Regions from separate parts of the Mus musculus genome. Here regions 1 and 3 are each linked to region 2. The links are chromatin contacts, called in public Hi-C maps. All regions are on one chromosome and are shown on one strand. Each heading gives the region's core, a stretch centred on a gene start, on an enhancer-like site or on the middle of the called end of the contact. The rest is flanking DNA. Distances are from core to core; before and after follow the strand shown.

Region 1 (3,289 bases), core at 418-2,917, 3.5 Mb after region 2:
TATTCATTCCACGTCTGCCTCTCTGGGTCTCCTGTGAGTCACTGTCTTTTCTGTTCACTCATCATTATAAAAACTGCCAATTTTTTGCCCTAAAATTCCTTACACTTGTTTTAATGACGAGTTCTGGAGTGACTATGGAACCCATTACATCTCTCACCTCCACACTGACCTGTTAGCAGAAGCCAGGTTGTTCCGACTTTCACAACCATCTCTACACAAACAGGAAACGGGGCACAGTGAGGTTGCAATCCATTCACTGATCTGTTCAATCGACACATATGAGATGCTATCAGACAGAGACCCTCCTGTCAAAGCTTGGAAGAGAGGAAATTACAGAACCATCCTGGTGTCCATACTGCCTAGGGTAATAGCTACGCAGGAAGGAAGGCTTTCTAGAGGAAGTGGTCTCTGAGCATCCATCTCTTTAGTATTAAATAGACCTAAAACACCCTATGAGGTTATAAGACTTACTTGCCAGTAATCCAGTCAAAAAACATAATTTGAAAGAATTATTATTACCTTCCATAAACATGGCCTTAAATACTCACTTTGCAACAAATTACAAGCGCAACAAACTCATAGATTTTTGGTGCCTTTCATAAGTTTCTACAATAGGACTTAGGATGTTACCTACCATTGGGAGAAAAAGTGCATTTTTTAAAAAAAGACAGTCATTTCTCTAAGTGAGAATAAATGCTTTCAACAATCCTGACCTACAAAGCAAGGCTGTCGGAGAGGTAACAGGGCTCTAAAAAGTCCTGCTTTAATACATCAGAATGAAAGATCTCTTTGACTAGCGAAGAATTTGAACATACACACACAGAAACAGAGATAAACACACAGGGAACGTCAGAAACAAGAGACAGAGACAGCGAGATGGAAAAAGAGACGGCGAGACAAAGAGACAGAGACACAGAAGGCTTTTGTGGGGCTTTAGCCTCCAGATGATGAACCCCCAAACACTGCTTGATAAACAAGACTCTGGGCTGGAATCTGATTTGCTGGCCTGACAAAACATTACAATCTCAGGAATCCCAATCCCACCCCCACCCCATTCATCATTTCCTCGATCAAGTCCTAGAGGCTACAAGCTCCCCGGTTTTTACTGGTTCCTAGGGTTTACTGCTTGTAAATTACAAGACATAGAGCACCTTTCCAAAAGGAAAAAGGGGGGGAAGTACCGGCAAATGAAAGCAAGCGTGGCTTTAAAGCCCCATAAAAGACTGCATGTGGCAGAAATGAACTCGCCTGTGCGTACTACGAGCACCGAGGGCTCCCCTAAGCCACTCCAGGGGGTCTGGGATGCGCGGGCACGCCGCCCCGGCCGCGGCCCGGCAGGAGGGAGGCAGCGGGCTCACACACCTGCCCGGCTCCGGTGCCCGCGCCCTGCCGCGCCGCGCCGCCGTCCGGCCTTCGCCCGGCCCCCGCCCTCGGCCCCGGCCTCCCGCCCCAGCCGCGCACCGTGTGCGACTGCAGACTCTGGCTCGCCTCGACGGCCGCTGTCAGCGGCACCGTGTCGTCCAGCAGCACCTTGCCAGCCGGCGGCTTCTCCATGAAGGCCATCCCGGGCCGCCGCCGCCGCTGCCTCTGAAGCCGGGGCAGGAACCGGAGGCGCCGAGCCCCGCCACCCGCCGCGTCCCGCCGCCGCTGCTGTCAACGCGCACCGCCCCGCGCCCCGCGCGCCGCCGCCGCCCGCGGGTCCTAGCGCCGGTCGTCTCTGCCTGCCGGCTGTCAACACCAGTCTGCCCGACCTCGCTGGGTCCTAGCGCCGTTCTTCACGGCAGGGTAGGTGACTGCTATCGTCGTCCCATGGTTGCAGTCAGAGGCATTATGTCCCTTGCTCTCTTGGCGCCTCCTCGCCCCCGCAGCGTATACTCAGTACTGTGAGCTCCTGGCCTCGGGCGAGGAGCACAAAACTAAACCATTACCACCACATCTCGCACTGCTTCTCTGGACTCTAACAGAACTGAGCTTTTCAGATGAACCGTTCAGAAACTCAGGCTGGTAGATTTGAGACCCTACTGCTCCTAATCACACTTTCCTGCCCAAGGACCTTAGGACTCAGGATATAACAAAAAACAACTTCAGGGTGGCTTCTCAGTCTGAGTTTATAGACCAAACTTTGTAAACCAAATCTGGATTCATGTTTTAAACCTGGATCTTCAGGAGAACCTAGGTGCCACACTCTCATAACTGGATCCCACGGGGTTTAGTTCCTAATCTTTAAACAATAAGCTTTAAGACAGAGGTGGAAAAATAAAATAAAATAACTGATGCAAAGATTTCCCTGCTTGTATGCTTGGTCCTAGCTCACAGTTGAGCTTTAAAGTCTTTGAAACCAAAGAACACTCAGATCTCTTAGACGGTGAGAATATTTGGTCGGTCCTAGAACAGGCTCCAAGAACCTCAAACTCAGAACTATCAAACTTGATGATCAACTTGTCAGTACCAAATCTACCCTGCTCACCTTAACCCAAGACCACAGCCTTCCAGGATAATAATGAAATTAAACTTAGATCAGATGACTAGGACCCTGTTGAGGGTCTGTGTGATCTTGAATAAGTCTCTCTCTCTCTTTCTCACACACACACACACACCACACACACCCTGAGACCTCACTCTTCCATTGGCAAAACTAAGTAAATGCCATGTAGAATGTGTAATAGGAATGCAATTGGACAGGAAGGAACTTTGCACATATTTAAAATCTCAAACAATATGCATTCCATCCTGACAATTCACAGAACAGAGATTTATTTCTGCTTGTTTCCACTGAATTTCTATTATTTTATTCATAGAAACCAAGCTTCTTTGTGCATCCATCACCACTGCGATGACATCATAGCAAAGGTCTAGATTGCTCTTGACGGTTATTCTCTTCAGAGTTCAGGCTTAGAGATTGCTGGGCAACCCCAAGGAGCCAAGTGACACCAGAGTGCCTTCAGGGGCCAATGCTCAGAGGAGACCTGGGGATCTTCTTAATTTAGCCCTAAATCAATGAGACCTCTTCTTGCATCTCATTTTTATTCCTATGTGCTTTAGAGCAGTAATCCACTAAAGCCAAACCATGTGTCACTTTAGGACGGTTCCACTCCTTTCCTCCATTGCTTTGTTTAAGGACAGGGAGTATTTAATTGTCAGAGGAACAGAAACACAAAGTCTGCATTATTACTCTGGTCATGGTGGGGATCCATCAAGGCAAGGCCATGTTCATATTTCGTTGGTGGGAATATAAAGTGGCCTAACCCTTATGGAAGGCATTAAGTCACTCAGTGAGTATTTACTGATT
Region 2 (2,876 bases), core at 38-2,537:
ATCCCCAAACGCCGCCCTCCCCCCTACAAAGGGTCGGAGGGATGCAAAGTGAGCCACGATTATGAGCTCCTTCTATCCCCGCAGAAGCAACGGGAGCACCCCATATTACTCAAACCAACAGAGCATCCTTCCCACAGCCAATCTCCCCAGACATCCTATCGTGCAACTATAGCCCTCCGGATCAGCTCCGGATCAGCAAAGCAAGTCGCCTTCCCCCGCCCTCCCATACTCCAGATGCTTCAAGCTTCCCAAGCCACAGTCAGAGCACATCTCTGAGTCCCCAACCCTCCCTTCCAGCCCGCCACTGCTTCTGCCCTCTCTGACCATCAGCCTCCTAGAACACTGCCGGAGCCAATGAAGCAGAGCTCTCTTTCCTCCTCGGTAGCCCGGCCCCCCTTCACCCTCTCCGCGGTCCCTAGACTGGCGCCCAAGCTCCGCGCCCCGGCGACAACTCCGCATACCCCGCGCGCCGGCCAGAGACGCGTCCCATCGGCGGCCCTCACTCACCCGGGAAGCACACCACATAATGAAGCACAGAACTGGTGATTTTCAGGAACAAAATCCACCAACACGGTTCCAGTAACCTCCGCATGTCCGAAAACGCACATCGAAAAGAGAAAGGCAGGGGGGGTAAACTTGTTGAATAAGTTCTTGCTTCCGAGCGAGGCTCCGCTAAGCCTGGAGGCTTTCACGGCTCGCCCGCCACACGGGGCCCCCCACACTCGGCCACCGGTCCCGCTGGAATCCGGGAAGCTGCCAAGCGCTCCCGAGAAAACCTCAAAAAGTGACCGGGAATGCAAAGCCAAGCTAGGGACGATCCTCTCGGAGGAGAAGGGCTGCTTTCCGCTCAGACACGATCCAGCCGACAGGCAGGGCGAGGAGAAGACGCACGGCGGCAGAGCCCGGGGCCCGGAGCAGGCAGGGACCGCGGGTGGCGGTGGCTAGCAGCGGAAGAGCCCCAAGTTGAGTCGGCAGCGCAGCGCAGCCCGAGAACCAGCGGGCGACGGCGGGGCTGTGCGCGGCGCGGCGGCTCCGGGCTTCAGGCGGGCAGCTCCTTCCAGGGCCCCGGCAAGGAAGGAGGCATGTCTGCGAGCCTGGAAAGGGAGGGAAGCGGCGGGGCGGAGCGCAGAGCCCCCCAAAACACAAACGGCCAGTGGAGCGCAGGGAAACACAAAGGATCTCAGAGGGGCGCCGGGGCGAGGGCGCCTTCAGTCCATGCTCCTGAAAGTTGTGGCTCCGGCGCAGGCTGGGGAGGAACCGAGAGCGCGGGGCTGGAAACTGGCCATGCCTCCATACAGGAAGTAACATGTGAGCATGGATCCTGGCAGAGACTTTAAAGCCGGCGAGCGGGCGAGCGAGCGAGCTGGGGGCGCGCGGCGGCGGGGGCGCGCAAGCACGGGCGCGCGGTGACGCGCATCCCCGAGCTGCCGCCGGCGGGGGCGCGCGTCTCTTAAAGCGGCCGTGCTGGGCTCCGGCTTCCAAGGACTTGCACTACTCTCCTCTCCAGGCGTGCCTAGGGCTATGGGTGTGCGTTTAGGGGAGCTGGTAACCCTGAAGACAGGGAAGAGACCAGCTGCCATCCAGGGTCGGCATGGCTTTGCTCCATTTTCGAGTTCTTAAAGACGAAGTACGGATTCGGAGAGATCCCTGACCTCGTTCATGGATCCGGAACTTGGGGGAGGGGGAAAGGGTGGTCTGGTTGGAATCTGGGGGAGAGGAAAGGACCAGCAGCTACATTTTCATGGAGAGGGGACTTCCGTAAGGCCTCACCACCTGGACGGTGTCTTGACGGGGTGCACCTCCAGCGTCCCTCTCCTGCTGCGTTCCCGGGCTAAGAGACAAAGCCCAGCGGCCTTTGCACTCAGGTTTCATTGAGGTTTTTTTGTTGTTGTTGTTTCCCCTTCCCCCTTTCCGAGCTTCCATTGTTCGAATCTACCTCTGGGAGATAGGGAAAGGGACGGGAGTCCATCCCAGGCTAGCAAAATCCAGCTCCAGGCCCACATCGGCTTTTCCCAAACCACGAAGGTCTGTCGTGGACTTTTCCCCAAACTACGAAGGTCTGTCGCGGAGTTTTCCCAACCCCCGGATTCGGGAAGAAGGTGGCTGCAACTTGGCCTGGTTAGGCAGAGGGCAAATGAAGTGCGCCTCTCACCCGGGGCAGGGGAAAGCAGCACCCCGGGGCAGGACTGGTTTCCCGCAGCCGTCCTAGGAGACACGGCTTAAGTAAACTACAGGGAGAGGCATCCGGGGGAAATGCAAGGGCTAGGTTTATCTGTAATGAGTTTTGTCCCTTGGCTCTCACAGAGATCTTTATCGCTTGGGCTTTTCAGCAACCTATTTTTTCCTCCTACGTTGGTGCTAAAAGAGGGGAGGCAGGTTTTGGTTTGGGTTTTTTTTTTCCATCAAATTTGTAATTGAGCCAACGTAATTAGCCATTTGTATTTTTTTCATAGTTGTTCTGCCACTCTATGAAAAGGATATGGACATATTTTTAAAGTGTCCCCTTGCCGTTTCATCGCAACGCGGCACTGTCCCACACCCACCCAAACATCTCAACCGGATGTTCTTTCGGTTTTCAAATACTATACAGATGCTCTGAGAGTCTGTGGCATTGTTTAGGAAAGCAGTCTCGCACCCACAATTCCAAAGGAAAAACCTCTGAAAAGTTTGGGGTGCAAAACTAGTAAATGCCAGGAAGTTCCTGGAACGGGCCCCCAGATCTATCTTTAGCCAAACCCCGCAAACACCCTTCCCGTGCTAGGCAATGAGGCCAATCTGTTTGCTTTGGAATTTGACACTTCCTGGTTTTGTTGCACTCGAGGGTCGCTCTTGAGTGCTCATGATGACCAGTTCCCTTGAAAAATGGGTTGGAGGGA
Region 3 (3,213 bases), core at 231-2,730, 3.1 Mb after region 2:
CTGATTGGTTGATGGCTGCCCCGCCCTCCACACTATATGCTTTACAAGGACAGCACTGAGGACTAGATTCATAGCCTCAGGGTAGGAAGAGATTGGGAACTTATTAAAGGACACTACTTCAGGTAAAAGACACACCACAAAATAGAATATTTGCAGTACAAGGGTTACAGCCCGCAATATATAAACAAAACACAAATCAGTAGGAAAGAAAATAGAGACAACCCAAAAGAAAAATAAAATGGCCAAGACTGACGAGGGATATATAAATACCCTGCTTGGGACGTTGTGTGTGCACTGCCAATGGGTGTGAGTACACTGCTGGGTAGGTGTGAATATAGCATGTAAATGCCACAGTGGATGTAGATATGCCAAGAAGGTATGAACTCCTGCAGGAAAGGGGTGTAAATGTCCCACCAAGGGGGTGTGAATGCACTGCTGGAGGGCACTGACGACAATTACGATGTACTGCCCGGGGATATACGTTCATCTAACTGCTTTGGAAAACTGTTTCATACGAGCTAAACATATCATGGCTTTTTATCCAGAGATAACACTTCTTCATACATATCCAATAAAAGGCACAGAGAGGTGCGCATCCAAGTCACATCTAGAGGTTGAATGTCCATTCCACCCCTTAGAACTGCTATGACGATTATGTTTAAGTGAAAGCAGTTGAGCTACAAAACAAGATCTTGGCTTTTTCTTTATCTAAAGCAGCACCTGAAACAGTTGCCATTAGTCACCAGTGCCCAGAGGAATTTCCTGCTAATTTAGCTATATATACACAGGTACCCCCATTAACGTCAGAAGTCCTTCCTAACTTTCCCATGGAACCCCTGGGGCTCATCCTCCCTGCTCTGTTGCTCTGCGAGCCTTTATTCCCAGTTATTCGGTGTGTCACCCATTGCTGACAGAGCTCCACCTGCACTGTCAATAAGCTTCGCCTTCTCATTGTACACTGTAGTTGATCTGCAGACCCAAGCAGCATAAGGGCCTCAAGCTGGAGAGAACTGGCTTTGTATGCTAGAAGAGATAAATAAACTGTGCGATATTCACAAGACAGAATACTAATTACACCCAAAAGTATGGATGAATTTGTCAAATACAGTATTTAGAAAAGACTCTGGATAGCACATACGGGATGTTTCCATTCCTACAGGGATCAAACTTGCGTTTTGAGGTGTAGCGTCGCCATCTGGTGGCCACGAGGAAAAGAGCATGATGTCTAAAAGGAGCAAGAGGGGACTCTTGCCTGACTTGCATTGCAGTCCGTCCCTGAATTGTGCATTTATTACATGTGCACCTTTCCATGCAAAGTTCACGGTGCAGTTCTGGTTGATGCAGATGCTCTCTCTGGTCCTGCAGTGTCTGTCGCTGTTTCACAGTTCTGCATGTTGCTTTCTGCAGAGTTGAGAACCGCGTGAAGGCTGAATAGCTGCTATGCTAACACTGAGTAACCGCAGTGCCTCCACCAGCCTGGCCAGTGGAAATAGTTATTACCCTCCCTCAGAAGCCTAATGGGCTTGCAGGAATGGCCCAGCCCAGTGCCACAGGATCATTTCATCTCAAGTGTTTTTTGAAAATAGCATTTCCCCTTCATATCTGTTTAAAAGTCCATTTGTCGCGCACATCGGCATCCTATCACAATATTTCTCATTAACTGAAATGTTACAATTAACGCACTCTGCAACTGCGGGGAAAAATTAATCTCGTCAGCGGAATATCCTGTCAGCTTTCTCAGCTCTTTATTTTTGTGTGCAGCCAGTCAACACTGTGGGGTTGGGGGGGGGGAGACAAATTATTCACCTGATAGAGCCTTTTTTCAACATACCCTTGTTGTATTTGAGTACTGAAACTAGAGGTATAGCCCAACATTCCAAAGGAAATGGAAACCACTATGCAAATGCCATTTCCGAGAACCCAACAGCTTAGTGAGGGAGCCCACACCTGTGCTTTACAGAAGCCCACAGGGCTGAGTTACAGCACTGAATTAAACCCCGCCTACTCTCTAAGTGCTGCTAAAATCTCGAAGGAAGGCTTATATGAATTTGTATTTGTATTCTAATTTTAGGACGGTTAATTTTCTTGGGTTAGAAAAGGCTGCAGTTTCCTGCTCTTAAGGCTGAGTTAGAATGCATTCAGCATGCCCTTGCCGTAAAAGCTTGTAAAGATGCTACATGGAGCTGCTCCACTTGGGAGCTCTTTCTGGAATTTCAAGTAAGCCACCACTCATACTTGCACACTGGTAGATTCTACCTTATGACACTGTGTGTCCTCACTGGGCAGTCTGTGTTCACGTCTCATCCGTACCTCTTTTTTTTTTTTTTTTTTTTTTTTTTTTTTTTTTAAGCACGGGAATACCCAGGCCTATGGAGCTCATAGCTTGAGACAGGATGGGAGAGTTTTCGCTTTGCCCTTACTTGACTTTGAATATTTAGGGAAAATTCTCAGTTTGCAGATTTAGCTAATGGCACTACAATGTCACTCTTCTCTGTTTAACATTCAGCTTTGTTAATCAAGAAAAGCATAGATTGGCTCTTTGCATGTTGATTAAATTGATTACAGCTGTGGGCCTTGATAGCACTTTTTTTTTCCCCAAGTGTCTCTAATTAATCAGACAATGCTTGATTGGGCTTTTCTGCTTTGAGGAGATAAACTGACTTCCTCCAGAACTTTCACCCTGAATATCTCTCCGTGGCAAGGTAAAGATGTGAGTCACTTGCCAGGGTGACTTTTCGGTTTCCTTTCATCCTTCAGCAACTAAAGAAATGGAAAGAGGAAAGAGAAGAAGCAGAGAGAGAGTGGGGGGGGGGGGCTTTTGAAAGACAAATTAAAGTCTAATAGGACTCAGCTGAACCCAAATTTGGAAAGAAAGTCTGTGTCCCTGGAAGCTCTTAGGATGGCCTGCCCTCTACAGGGAAGTGTCTCTTTGCTCTCCTGCTCTAAACATTCTTTGTCAACCTGTGTTCTCTGAAGTGTCAAGTGTAGTAGCCTGGTGCTTCCTTTTCCTCAGATTCGAGTTGCAGGAAGGAGGTTTTACATGGCCACCCACTTTTTAGTCATATCTCCAGTTGAAGCACCTGTCATTCATGCAGATACAACCCTGACCACTTCCTGGAACATTGCCAGCATTGAAGAAGACCTGAGATGCTCTGTGATCATCTCTGGAGTCCATCCATCAAGTGAGGCAGGCCACTAGAACCTTGGCTTATG

What was found. A called contact is a pair of places that touch in the nucleus more often than the background predicts.
Region 1: a contact with region 2 is called in a Hi-C map of muscle stem cells, with 4 times the contacts expected there. The contact joins the promoter of Pxk here to the promoter of Ptprg in region 2. A contact is called at or near these places in 2 of 39 promoter capture datasets (cranial neural crest and frontonasal cranial neural crest) and 1 of 484 Hi-C or Micro-C datasets (muscle stem cells).
Region 3: a Hi-C map of cortical neurons shows a contact between it and region 2, with 4 times the contacts expected there. The contact joins the enhancer-like site here to the promoter of Ptprg in region 2. A contact is called at or near these places in 2 of 39 promoter capture datasets (hippocampal neurons and second pharyngeal arch cranial neural crest) and 4 of 484 Hi-C or Micro-C datasets (the N1E-115 cell line, cerebral cortex and cortical neurons).

Annotation. Positions count from the first base shown.
Region 1 is chr14:8,096,589-8,099,877 of GRCm38.p6, reverse strand. It overlaps Pxk (PX domain containing serine/threonine kinase), which reads right to left and starts at 1,667. Exons shown (of 18, transcript NM_145458.4): 1 at 1,462-1,667. The coding sequence starts at 1,563.
Region 2 is chr14:11,551,964-11,554,839 of GRCm38.p6, reverse strand. It overlaps Ptprg (protein tyrosine phosphatase, receptor type, G), which reads right to left and starts at 1,287. Exons shown (of 30, transcript NM_008981.3): 1 at 508-1,287. The coding sequence starts at 592.
Region 3 is chr14:8,458,673-8,461,885 of GRCm38.p6, reverse strand. All of the region lies in intron 14 of Cfap20dc (CFAP20 domain containing), which reads left to right. Among named protein-coding and RNA genes, the nearest start is that of Gm46492, 3.8 kb to the left of the region's middle. Within about 2 kb of position 1,480, at least 21 of the 459 cell types and tissues checked have an H3K27ac peak or open chromatin away from gene starts, as enhancers often do. A contact at or near this core is called in cortical neurons and hippocampal neurons, where this site is marked.